Regions from separate parts of the Rattus norvegicus genome. Here regions 1 and 3 are each linked to region 2. A link is a contact called in public Hi-C data. All regions are on one chromosome and are shown on one strand. Each heading gives the region's core, a stretch centred on a gene start, on an enhancer-like site or on the middle of the called end of the contact. The rest is flanking DNA. Distances are from core to core; before and after follow the strand shown.

Region 1 (4,484 bases), core at 1,115-3,614, 170 kb after region 2:
AGCCTAAGTCTAGGTGAAGGTCACACAGGGCAAGGAGAAGCTCACACAGTCCCTGTCAGGCACTACTGATGAATAGGCAGGGCAGATCTGGACCAGTTCGCAAAGCCCAGCTGTTGTTGAAGGCTCCTGGCTTCTCCGGGAGACACAGACACCTCCCTCCCCAGACTGGCACCATTAATTAACTGGTGGCTGTGGGAAAAATAGCAAGTAAAATCCAGGAAAGGGGCCCACAACGAACTCCAGCTGGAGGCCCACAGTCTTAGTCATCCTAGGGTCACAGACGGATCAAAGAGGTTCGAGTGTAAGAGAAAACCAAGCACTGTAGACATTCTCTGTCTTTCAGGGTCCTCCCAGCTCCTCCTGATCCTGCCTTCCTGTTTCAGCTGGTAACAGAGAACTGCTAGAGTTAAAGAATCGTCCAGAGCCTATGGAGTTCATTGATGGTACATGTTTCTTTTTCTTTCTTTTTTTTTTTTTTTTTTTTTTTTTGTTCTTTTTTTCGGAGCTGGGGACCGAACCCAGGGGCTTGCGCTTCCTAGGTAAGCCCTCTACCACTGAGCTAAATCCCCAGCCCCGGTACATGTTTCTTATACTTCTTTTTTTCTTAACTGTTGCATTTGTGGCTAGAGAACAAGGCTAGACCTGGTGGCTTCTGGGTACGAATTCTATCACTAAGCTCATGCTTAGTCCCCAGAGCTCATGGTTTGCTTTCCTTGGGCCTCCTAGACACAGATTAGTTACTGGGCAGACTCGGAGGCAGCTCAAAGCACCCAGACATGCCTAGCCTTGCTACACAGAGGAGGGCCAGATTAGTCTACAAATGTGGGGCTCCGGTGGGAAATTCAATCCACCACCCTCCACTCCCAACACACACACACACACACACACACACACACACACACACACACACACACACACCCCTAAGAACTAGACCTGCAACAGGCAAACGCTCTACCACCAAGCCACATCCTCAACTTCTGGAAACTTGTTTTGGGATAAAGAATTAAGTCCTCCACTGATATTTACTCATTCTCAAAATCCTTCTCTTCCTTTTCATGCCTTTTTTTCATAGAATTACTGCCCCTATTAACAAGAAACCACCTGTTCGCTAATACCAGGACCCTGGAAACTATCTTTGCACATACATCTCCTTTAGCTGAGGAGGGGTGCCTCCCTACGTCGCCATCCCAAATTCACTACAGGGTCTGCAGCCCACTGAGAGGGTAAAGTGAGGCCCTAGCCCCTCTGGTCTGATACTAAACAAGCAAGGCCAGGCCCCCAGCAGTAGGGTTTATTCAAAGCTGTCCCCACCAAAGGGCTGGCGGCCGGACTTCAGCCTTAGCGGTCCCCTGGCACCCTGGAGCCGAGTGAGGTCTCCAGGGCGGTGCATTTCCTGCTTCTAGAAACTTGGCCTGGGGCCTTTCCCAGCAAGGGCCCGCCTTTCCTCTCCTCCCGCCCTCGGGGCGGGTCCAGCTTTGCCACCCAGCGCCGGCTGCAGCGTGTGGCCCGGGGCGGCGGGCTTCCAAGGCACCCAGCTACCCCGCAGGGTGGCGTTGGCCCTCCCTTCTCCCTCGGCCTCGTGACTTCTGGTAAAGGCCCCGTTAGTCCCCACCCACTCCCACCTCCGCCCTCCATCGCAGCGGGACTGGTGCGGGCCGCGCCTCCCCGGGAGGCTGCGTCTCCCCCGCCCCTGGCAGCAGGCTGCGCTTCGGAAACTGTTGACTCAGAGGGTGGCCTGGCGGCCAGCGTCTGATGTCAGCCTGGAACCCGGCCGCGGCGGGGAAGCCAAGGAGAGGCACGGTGCGGGTGCGGGTGCGGGCGCCCGGCCCGGTGGGCGCCGTGGGGGCGGCGCTGCAGCGAAGCTGGCGGGCTGCGGCTGCCCGGGCGCCCGTGACTCACGGTGCGTCACGGAGCAGATGCCCGCGGTGGCCCGAAGCTCCCGGCTGCTGCTGACTCATCAGAAAGCTGTGCGCGCCCCGGGTGGCTTTGGGGCTCCCGGAGCCGGAAAACCCCTAAGAAAGAGCTGGGGCGCAGGCGAGCAATGGAGCGGGGAGCTGCATGGCTGGCAGCTGCCTGAACTACCTGCAGCACGCCTCCTGCGAGCGATCGAGACAGAGAGAGAGAGAGAGAGGAGAGGGAGAGAGAGAGAGAGAGAAGAGCCGTTCCTAGGTGTCCACTGGCTGGGGTGGTAGCCGAGGTCGCTGATGTTTGCTCCGGGTCTTTAGACTTGAAGGTCTTTTGGGGAAGAGCAGAGCATCCACACCAGCACCGGGGACTGGAGTCTTTCCTTCCTGGCCTCGCTCTTACCCTAGCCCTCTCTAGGGAAGCTACACTGCGTCTGTGGACACCACTTGCTGGCTCAAAGCCTGGCTCCAAGCCTGGCTCCAGATCTTTCCTGTCAATGGCTGACCGCAAGGCCCTGTGGCACTCAGGAAATGCAGCCAGGGGTCAAAGAATTCTCAGAAAAGGGTGTGGATCTCGAGAGATCGTCTGTTTGGTGTCCACCCTGTCCTAAACAGGGACAAATTCTCTAAAGATATTTGAGGCTGCTCTGTGCAAGGCTTTCCATCCCAAGTATCTCATCTGCAAGATGAGATAGGACTTCACAGGCATGCATACAGGGTAACATGTGCACCCCAGTTAGTCATGAGAAGGGGTGGGGTATGTGTGGAAAACAGTCGCAGTAACTCTAGTGGGTTGGCGTTAGGGTAGGGGGCTTTTGTAGAAATGATGTAGACAGACCAGACGGGGGAAATGCATTCTAAACACCTTGAAGGAAACCCTAGATGCTCTGGAAAACCCGAGTGTAAATTCTATAATCAGCAAGCAGTCCCCCTTGCTTGGAAAAACCCAGAGCATTAGCTGCTCCAGACTAGCCGCACAGCTGTGGCACTTAAAATGAGGCACGGTGGCCTAGAAGGACCTGGAGCAGACTGCGGTGTGCCCACTGTGCCTGGCATGTAGTCATGCTCATTCCCAGATGGGTCCCTTCCAAGAATCCCACAGTCCTGCTCAGTCACAGCTAAAGGAACCTGGCCTTGGGCGTCTTATGACTTGGCGCTGAGTGCAGATCGGCTTTTTAGTCCAGACTTCACATTTTCCTATTCCGTCCGTCAGTCACTGTACTGACCCACACAGCGGGTCTTAATTGCCAACACTTTGGATTACTTAAAGGTGCTTTGGGAAACAGAAGAGGTGTAGCATGAGATTCCCCCTTCTAGAAATGTGGTTTCACAGACCCACTGATGGACATGGGTCGCCACCAAGTCTGTATGTGTCAGCCTGGAACTCAGAACAGGATCTCTTGGCCTTTGGACTCCTGGTCTCATCTCTGCTCTGCTCTGCTCTGCTCTGCTCTGCTCTGCTCTGATATAAGGATTTCCCTTATATAAATGACACAAATGATTGCCTGTTCTGTCAACCTTCTCTACCTGGGTCCTGTGAGAACAGATTCAGAAAACAATGTCTTAGAAAACTTCAAAGGAGAAAACTTGACTCCACCATGGTACAGGGCGGGGGGGCTAGGAGGCCGACAGGAGCAGTTGGACTCCCATGACTGGGAGGTCTGTCTGTGCCATGCACCTGTCCTGCGGCTGGGGCAGAAGGTCCTAACAGGAAGGAGGGAGGAAGGCTAACCTTTCTGATAGTGATTACCACTGTGAACCTGGGGGGGGTGGGGAGGGGAGAATAACACCCCCATGCATACCTGAGGAGTGTGGGGCCTGGGAATCTTGAGGTGAATTCCCCATCAGTGTTAAGCACAGGGTTGGACAATTTTCCCTTGATCCTGATTTACTAAGAAATTTTGAAATTTTACGGAGACTCCCAATCTAGCATGATTCCTCCCTGTGTTTATTTACCCCCCACTTCCTGTTCACGGGACTTAAGACATCGATGTCATTTAAATGTGACTTAGAGTTAGGCTGCTACAAGGCAGATGATACTGGTCACCCAGTGTCAAGTCTCAAGCACTGTAGGAAGAATTTCTTGACATAAATACTGAAAGGACTCAGTGGGAGTCTGCAAACAAAAGGAGGGGATTTCTCAGGAGTCCCAGATCCAGTCACAACCAAGCAGTGTGGCCTCCATTTGTCAGCTGAAGAAGCAAGCTGAGACACTACCTTAGTAGGACACTACCATAGTAGGGCAGCAAGTGGAAAAGCTGGAATTGGGATCTGAAACAGCAGCATTAAAAGAAACGGAACAACTCTGTGACCTTTGACGCTAAGGTCTTGGGACTTTGCTGGTTACAGATCCCTAATCCTAGGGGGGTTGGTGTTAAACTCAAGCCTGTGGTTGAAAAGCAGCTAGTCCACAGTAGAGTTTTTTCCCTGAGGGTGTGAGAGGGGTAGGGAGGGTAGAGGACAAGTGAACTGTCAAGGTCCTTAGGGAAACGCAGAGGTGGTGCCACGCCTAGTTAGAACTAGACTGCTCCTCGGAAACTGGTGGTACACACACTCTAGTAATTTTGTTATTGGGATTGC
Region 2 (4,035 bases), core at 878-3,377:
ATATGAAGAAAAACAATAACGAAACCCCCAAAAACTGAGTACAAGTTGGTTTCAATTTAAACACGGCTTGATAACCGATCGTGCTGGGTGCAACACCGTCAGCCTAATGTCTCACACTGAAAGTTCTTTGACCTTCATTTAAAAAGAATCGCCATCTCTACCCTCCTCTCAAAAACCTAATACATAAATAAAACGGCAAAGATAATCTGAAAGCCTTTTTTTTAAAGATGCCTATCTTCCCATTGAGGGTGGGAAAACAAGACAATGCTCTTGAAATACACTAACAAGGTAATTGCATAATCGTTCGCGCCTTTATGTAAGCTGCAATGGATGAACACTGTAAGTGTAAAAAGCCTATGGTCACCGACTCAAAGAAAGGGGTGGAAAAAAAGGCAGGCAGGGGTGAAGAATGTGCGCCGGGAGGGGAAGCTGGGAGGGGAGCGAAGAGCTGGTGCGAGGCAGGAAAGGGAAGCCGGGTGGAGGCGGGGGCGGGGCGCAGGAGGCCGGCGGGGGAGATCCTCGCTGGCGGGGACCGACGGATGGGGCCGCCCTAACCTCAATGAGGCTGGCTGGTGAGTCACCGGGAACACTGCCCGCCGCGCGCACGTCCCCGCGCCCCGCCCCTGCCATTGGCCAGCCGGCCTGCGGCCCGTGCCCGGATTGGCTGGGCGGCGCAGGGTGGGGGCGCGAGGAGGGGGCGAGGCATGTGAACAAAGCGTGATCAGCGGCTGCTCCGGGCGGCGCAGGAAACGTGAACTGGGAATTGCCGCGCCGTCACCTTTCCCCTACTTCCTGAGCACGGGCCCCCGCCTCCACCCGGCCGGGGAGGGGCCGCGGGCGCCGCCGCCAACCGCTCGCCAGTGCGCGCCGGGCGGCGCGAGGGCTGGGCGGTGTCGGCTCTGGAGGCACCCGCCCCTTCCACCTCCCCCGAGCCGCGGTTCCCTTAGGAACCGACAGCAGGGCCGGGCCTCGTTCCCGCCCCTGGCGGAGGCCAGAGCTGGGTCACTCGGGGACGAGGAGCTCCCCGGGCGCACCCGCTCGCCGCCCATCCCTGGCCTCCGCCTCGGCTGCGGGAGGTGGAGCCGGGTCCCCGCGGAAGCCCGACCGCCGCCCTCCTCCTGCTCGCCGCCCCCGGGGAGCGGCCGGAGCCTGGGCGCTCCGCCCACTCGGCCCGCGGGACCTCAGCCCACCCGCGTCTCCCGCAGGCGCGGCGTCCCTGGCTGCTGCTTCCGGCAGCCTGGGCCCCCGCAAGCCGCGTCTCTGCAGACTCCCAGACGTACGGCGCCCACAGCACGGGCTCCAGGCGCCCGGCCCCACGGTTCCCGCCTCGACACGCGGCCCCCGCGTCTCGCGGTCCCGACTCCCCCGCCCAGCTGTCGGGCTCCAAGGCAGGACCCTGCACCCTGCCAAGAGTAGTCTACAGGCAGCCACCTGCCTCCGCCTGGGATGAGAGCCCCCTCCCGACGTCTGCGGGGGTGCCACGGCCCCCCTGGCGGCCGGAGAGCCCGCGTGCCATCCATACCCCGCGCGAAGCCGGCCATCCCCTCCCCCAGCCCCGGGCTAGCCCAGCCGCGCGGTCTCCACCTGGCAGGGTTCCCCCCTCCCCCGACGAGCAGGCGCCCGCCTCTCGGGTAGACAGCCCATGAGTAGTCTTTGCCACCCTGAGTCGCATTCCTGCTGCAGACGGGCATCTCCCGCCAGAGCCAGGTGCAGGGCGCCCCCTCCCATCTCAACTGCGCTCCCAGGGAGACAGCTCCTCCAGCTCACTCGCCTCCTGGGGTCTCCCCGAGAGTCCCCCTTGTCTCCTGGACACCCAGGGGTAGGATCGCTCTCCCCTGGTGCACGTCCCAGGCTTTTTCTTCCGACCCCCTCTTCTGCACATGCCCTCGATGATATTCCCAGCCTACAGGGAGGAAAACCCTTGCAAGACCCCGCTGCAGCCTGGGTTCTCAGGCGTGGTTTATTTAGGGGCTCATGCTCCCTCCGCTCTTCGGCTGGCTCCCGGACACAGCAGGAGGAAAGGACCAGCATCTCCAGGTAACTTACCGAAGCTTGCTGGAGAGAAGCGCCGAAGTTAAGCATGGTTGGCTGCCTGGCCGTAGGTCGCGAGCTGCTTGGCTGCTGGCTGCCTAGCCACAGACGGAGCACTGAGACACTAGACGTCGACGCCACCGCGCTCCGCGCTGTCTGCCCCCCTCCCCATGCAGGTAGCCGCTCTGCCTGCCCCGCGCCGCGGGCGGGGTGGAAGGCGGGGCGTGGTATCGACCAATCAGCGGTAAAGGTGTGTGAGGCCTCAGCCAATGGGCTGGCGGGGCCACGCGTGATCAGCGGCTGCCCGGCTGCAAGAAGCTCTGTCAGTGGAGCGTGTACACAACCCGAGGCACCGTGTTCCCTCCGTCCAGCCCGGGGGAACTACGGGGACCACCTGACTCCGTGACGCCCCTCGCCCAAGTCTTCAGTACCCCGCCCATGCCCGGAGGCGGCGCCGCCGGCGGGGCATAGCCGAGAGGCGCGGTGGCGGCGACCAGGCTTTGCGGAGAGCCGGCCCACGTGGGGGGTGGGGAGGGAAGCCCGCTCCGCCCAGTCCCCTTCGCGCCCGCAGCGTCTGGGCCCGCCAGGGAGTGGGCGGGACCCCGAGCAGAAGGCGGAGGCTGCAGGCGCGGCTCCTGGCCACCAGACGTTCTTTGGAAGCGCGGTTCTCGTGGGTCTTGCGTGGAGGCAAGAGCCGGGTGAACCACTGAGTGGCATTTCTGAGCATTTGCCGGATTTTGTCACTCTAAACCGTGAGGACTGGGGAGAACCAGGGCGAGGTGGTGGCGGCGGGAGCCCTGTCACGGAACAGACACCTGCTCGCACTCACCGCCCACGCCCAGGCGGCAGGCGTTGGCTCGTCCTCCCATCTGCAGCACAGGCACTGGCAGCAGGGCCCGCCTCTGCGCGTCCCTCCCGTCCTTCTGGGCGGTTGGTGTGGGGACTACGGGAAGCTGGTACCTTAGGGCTAGTGGCGTGGCCGGGAACCCTAGACTCGAGTGCTCGGTGGCAGAATCGAGTTTGAGTTTGGTGTAGTTCAAGTTTAAAATACAGTGTTCGAGCTGTTTCTAAGGTGGACTCCACTTCCCCCACCCGCGGGACCACAGTCTTCGCCGACGCCCCGCCAAGAAACCGCTTGTGGGGATGGGGTGAAGAAAGCATGTTTATTGGTGGGATTCCTGACTGGCTCAAACACCGAGTTCCTGTCCCTGTCCCCCTTCACCACTCCAGGGATTGGGGGCAAGCTGAGCTTCTTAAGGAAGCCAGCCTTCTGTGTGCAGCAGCCAGGGCTGAGGCTGTAGCCTCCTAGACCCAGAGCTCTTGGCTCCTCGTTGGCGCCCTATTGCCCCACCCCCTTGCCCGTTTGTGCGGGTTCACAGCAGCTGTTGGAGCCGGAGGCAGTGATAACGGGGCTTAAAGCAAACTAGAGATTTTATCGTCTCTCTTGGATCAGGCGGATCATGAGACAAAAGTCACTGCCCTCCTATGGGCTTTTCAGCCTGCCGAGCTAGACGTGCTAAAGCACCAGACTGGGTAAAGGAGGGGAATAGCTTTAGAGGCCGCTAGCTCTACTAGCAGCATCTATCTGATGGTTCCTTCTGGTATACCTAAAGCCAGCCAGCAACAAACTTAATGACAGTACCCACGGGCCAGAGAGGCCCTGGGTAGGGGTGGGAGCGGGGGTGGGGGTGGGGGTATGACTGAATGGCCTCCTGTCACTGCCAGCTTTGAATCCGCTGGAGGAGCGCCAACTCAGCAACCCAGGCAGCTCTTCCTGCCTCCCTCCACCCGGTGCCCCTGCTTCTGTCTGCAGGAGTGTCCCTCCCTGCAGGCTTCCTTCCGCTTGGGCTGGCCCATCCTGTTGATCTGAATCTGAAGGGTTGGAGCAGCTGGCCTGGGCACCTGCTACAGCGCAGGAAGCTCTTGTGTGTGCCCAGCGGCAAGCCTGCCTGCCTTCCTGTCAGGGAGCCGCCTCCTGGAGAGGTCACAGCCAAACCCACCAAG
Region 3 (4,329 bases), core at 493-2,992, 210 kb after region 2:
CTGAGTATAGAACTGTATTTAATATATTGGAATACTAAAGTTAGAGCTATGAACCATTCTGATGTCTGAAATGCAGAATTAGTAAGATGGCTGGAAGGTAAGTATAGCAAAATGTTAGCTGTGGAATCTAAATTGGAAAGTACCACTCTGATTTCTTTGTTGGGAATCATACTAAAACCTTAGGAGAGAAGTAAATTGATTACTCGATTAATCTACCATTTTTTATTTAAACATCCTTTTCTACTTAATGTGAACTCCTCAGGGTACCAAGCATTCTGTCAGATCTATTTCTGCCAGGCTAGTTCATAGTCCACATAATCCTTTCCTGAGTAAGGGAGTTAATCAGCTCTCACCCAGTCTATATATTAATGGTAAAACACGACAGTACACAAACAACCTAACATCCACCACAAAACTGAGTTCAATCTGTTCAAATACCTTGAAGCTGTAAACACCCCCCCCTTCTTGGTCGTTTAACCAGTAACAAACACACGTTCACGATATATGATCCCTGTAAAACGTTTCACCACCACCAACTGCTGGCAGCCAACATAGCCCTTAATAAGCCGCATCAACCTACCCCTTGCCCTCTTTCTGTCCCGCGATCACAGCGAGGACTAGAAAACGAAGCCATGGTGACTAATCTCCAGGCTTCAGGAGGTGACTGGGGTAAGTGAAAGCGACTTGGCCCAATCAGCAGAGCCGCAGGGGCGGGGCAGCAGCGCCGAGGTTTCCAGAAGGGGCCAAAGGCCTATTCGCTTGCTACTTGACACCGGGGCTTCCCCGCCGCCGGGCCCCGAGTGAGGTCAACTTTCCACCGCCAGAGGGGGAGCGCGCACTCTGCACCCCATCCCCCGCCCGCAAGAATCCAGCCTCCTCCCAGCTGTCACCAGATGCCGGCTCGAGGCCCGCCCCGCTTCATTCATAACCCGGAGCCCCGGCCGCCGCAGCCGGTCCACTCCGCACCACAACCCCCTGCAGGCACTGAGACCGAGAGGGGGCGATGGGACCCCCCCAGCCCTCAGTGCTGCCGCCGGACCCCCCTCCCCGGAAACAGCAATGCACCACGGGAGTGGGGTGGGGGCCGCATGCCGCCGAGAAGGAACCGCGACCACCGCCAGCCTGCCCCCGAGCGCGGGGCCCCACGCGCACACGCCCCCTCGCCCAACCGCGGCAGGCTGCCGCCCAGAGTCGCGAGGCGCTCGCTGCCGCCGGGGCCACCGGCAGCCGCCACACACACCGGCGGCCGCCATGTTCGAGGCCGCCGGCTGCGGGGCACTGCGGGGACACCGAGGGCGGCGTGGCCCAGCCCAGGCGCCCGACCCTCCCGCGCCCCTAAGCCCGGTACTCACGTGAGATAACGGCCCAAAGAGTCGGGTAAAGCGTCTTCTCTTTTTCGGCGGAATTTTTAAAGAGGGATGTGGTTACCTTGAGCAGAAATACCCAAGGCGGCCTGGGCCATAGGCTGCGGGGACGACGTGGGGGAAACGCGCGGCACCGACACCAGCTGAGCAGCAGTGGCGGCGGCAGCCGGACTGGAGAAATGGAGCGGCGCGAGAAAAAGAAGAAAAGCGCGAACTGGGTGGGGAGAAGATTCAGCCTCGTCACTCCGCAGAGCAGCAGAGCGAGAAGGATGAGAAGAGCAGAGCAGGCGACAACCAGGGAGAGAAACGGAAACACCGCGGCCGAGAGTTGAGCCAGAGAGTGTGGGAAGGCGGCGCCGGAGACGCCAGTATTTATATTGAGAGGGCGGGGCTTGCGACGTCACAGACGGCTGGTCTGCCGCGCGAGAGGGGTGGGGCCTGTGCCGCCGGGGAATGTGGGAGGGGCGGAAGAGGAAAGACAGCCTTGCGCAGTTAGGGGGCCAAGGGGCGGGACCACTGGGCCTTGCAGGTGCTGGCCGGGCGCTCGCTTCCCGCCCTCGCGCTACCGGCCGCTCCCCGGCGGGTTGCTAGGCTCGTAGGCGGGGCAGAGGGCGCGCGGCCCTGCGGATCGCAGAGCGCGCCTTCGCCCTTGAGGCGCCTGCGCTCCACGCTAGCAGTTAACGATCCGCTTTGTGAACCGGCGGCTAGTTCATGCTAACAGCAGCCTTCGGGACGGTCCTGGGTCCTCGGCTTAGCGACACCAGTATTTCACGAGAGGCGGGTGGGCGCCATCACGGGGCTTTCTCTGTGCACTAGTTTATGTAAGAACTGTAGACATGCCCGGGGACTGTATTCCGAGGAAGAGGTTCCCGCCTCTCCACGGGATGCGGAGCTCCGTTATGGAAACGGGTTCCCCGTGGCCAGCAAGAACCAGTCCGGTGTGGTTACTGAAGCTTTGATCGCACCAGAATGTTCCTCAGTGTTCGCGTGTTGCAATATGGTGCAGTAGAATTTTTTTTAATGTGGCTTTTCTTTGTCTTCATTTTCAAAAAGGATTGATGCAGTCATACCTAACCCTGTTAAAATGGGGCAGTGTTACTAAAGTTACATGACTTTAAGGTACATCTTTTTAGTCCCCTGTTTTTCCCCTTTGAAGTCATTATTTTTTTAATTCTTTTGTTTCTCTCGAAAGGGTTTCTCTATGCAGCCCTAGCTGTCCTGGAACTCCCTCTATATACCAGGCTAGCCTTGCATGCTACCTGCCTCTGTCTCCCAGGTGCTGGTACTAAAGGCATGTTCCACCACACCTGGCCTTTTCTATTCTTTAATAAACTTTTATTACCAAAGTAAGATGGCCTATGTAACCTTAAATGGCTCACATTTAAAAAGCCTTTTTCTAGCTGGATGCAGTGGTGCATGTCTTTAATTTCAGCACTAAGAAGGCAGAAGCTGGTGGATCTCTTGAGTTCGCAGCTAGCCTGGTTTCTAGACAGCCTGAGCTACACATTGTGAGACCCTGTCTGGAAAAAGCAAAACAAAACAAAGGCCATTTTAGCACTAGTGTCAGTCCTAGCCTGCTAAATCTTTGTAACTCCAGACTCAGCACAATGAATGGGAGGGACAGGCAGACAGGGTACTTCTCTGCAGCTGAAACTGACCTCCAGTGAGTCTCCTGCCTCAACTTCAGGGGGTTAGATTACAGACTTGTGTCCTGTTTACGATGCCCCTCCAAAGTGAGATCTTTTAAAGTAAGACCCTGAACCCCTCTCCCCTTCACATTCTTTCACTCCATTCATCTTGTAAGCAGTTTAGTAATAAATCCACAAGGTAGAAGGAAAGGAAGAGCCCTTGCAGGTCTGGTAGGGCCAGAATGTTTCAGAGGTAGAGAGCATTACAAGTTGGGAGGTGTGAGCTCAATTTCTGGTTTTTGTTTTCCCTATTCTTGACATGTCTTAGCTTTTTCTTACCTCCTCCCTCTCCATGCTTCTCTCCCCTCTCCTTTTCCTTTTTCGAGACAGGAATATGTTGCCCATGTGGGCCTTGAATTCATTTCAATCCTAAAGTGCTGAGATTTGAAGTTATGATCCACTGTGCTCAGCCTCTAACACTGTCGTTATGTTCTGATCCACTCAGACCACAGCACCTTCCCAAGGAAGCTTTAGCCCACCTGAACACACCATTTGACATTTTATTTACAGTCTAGCAGGAGAAATGGGATGTTCGTATAATAACCAAATTATTGGCAGAGAACAAGGTAAATACTGCAAGGAACTGAGTAAAAGGAAGAAGTGGCTGCATCTGAGAAAAAAGTTCCCAGGAAATAGTTCAGGGTGAATCCTAGGGCCTATGTTCCAGGGAAACAGGATTCTGAGAGCCAGTGTTCTGGCAAAGGAAGCAGATGAAAGAAAGGACAGAAACGGGTGGGTAGGAGAACTGGGAGTGGCCTTTCTGCTTCCACTCCAGAGGCATTGGTCACAAAGAATAAATAAAAAGCTCTGTGAGGGAGAGATTGAGAAGGGATGAGAACTTGTCCTGCATTCTAGAAACATTTTAATTAGGGGCCTAGTTGAATATCATACTCATAATGTCACATACATATGACTAAATACCCATGATATGCTATTTTTATTTGATTCGTGGTCTTACTATGCAGCCCATACCTCCCAGTCATCCTGACTCTGCCTCCCTATTGCTGGTATTAGAGCGGCATACCACCACACCCAGGTAAAGAGATGTTTAAAAGATCATGCAGTGGATGGCAAAGTAGAGAGATAGTTTGGCAGAAACAAGCACAGTCTTACTAAGAAATTCAGCATGTTGGTGCATGTGTATAATCCCAGAACCGGGGAGGCAGAGACAGGAGGCAAGTTCCAGGCCAGCCAAGTCTCCGAGGTAAGACCCTGACTCACAGTAGTGATACTCACTCTCACCACCCTCACCTCCAAAAACCCCAAAGCGGATGTGA

Evidence for each region. A called contact is a pair of places that touch in the nucleus more often than the background predicts.
Region 1: a Hi-C map of kidney shows a contact between it and region 2, with 7 times the contacts expected there. The contact joins the enhancer-like site here to the promoter of Klf10 in region 2. A contact is called at or near these places in 12 of 12 Hi-C or Micro-C datasets (the A7r5 cell line, the Rat2 cell line, Schwann cells and 7 more) and 1 of 1 datasets of contacts at active chromatin or transcription factors (oligodendrocytes).
Region 3: a contact with region 2 is called in a Hi-C map of liver, with 2.8 times the contacts expected there. The contact joins the promoter of Azin1 here to the promoter of Klf10 in region 2. A contact is called at or near these places in 2 of 12 Hi-C or Micro-C datasets (liver and mammary epithelial cells).

The regions. Positions count from the first base shown.
Region 1 is chr7:71,523,542-71,528,025 of GRCr8, forward strand. No RefSeq gene overlaps it. Among named protein-coding and RNA genes, the nearest start is that of Azin1, 41 kb to the right of the region's middle. Within about 2 kb of position 2,365, at least 83 of the 93 cell types and tissues checked have an H3K27ac peak or open chromatin away from gene starts, as enhancers often do. A contact at or near this core is called in the A7r5 cell line, Schwann cells, hepatocytes and 2 more, where this site is marked.
Region 2 is chr7:71,356,553-71,360,587 of GRCr8, forward strand. It overlaps Klf10 (KLF transcription factor 10), which reads right to left and starts at 2,128. Exons shown (of 4, transcript NM_031135.2): 1 at 2,047-2,128. The coding sequence starts at 2,082. LOC134479897 (a long non-coding RNA gene) reads left to right here and starts at 1,899. Exons shown (of 4, transcript XR_010053784.1): 1 at 1,899-2,037.
Region 3 is chr7:71,564,773-71,569,101 of GRCr8, forward strand. Azin1 (antizyme inhibitor 1) reads right to left here and starts at 1,743. Exons shown (of 12, transcript NM_001301702.1): 1 at 1,353-1,743.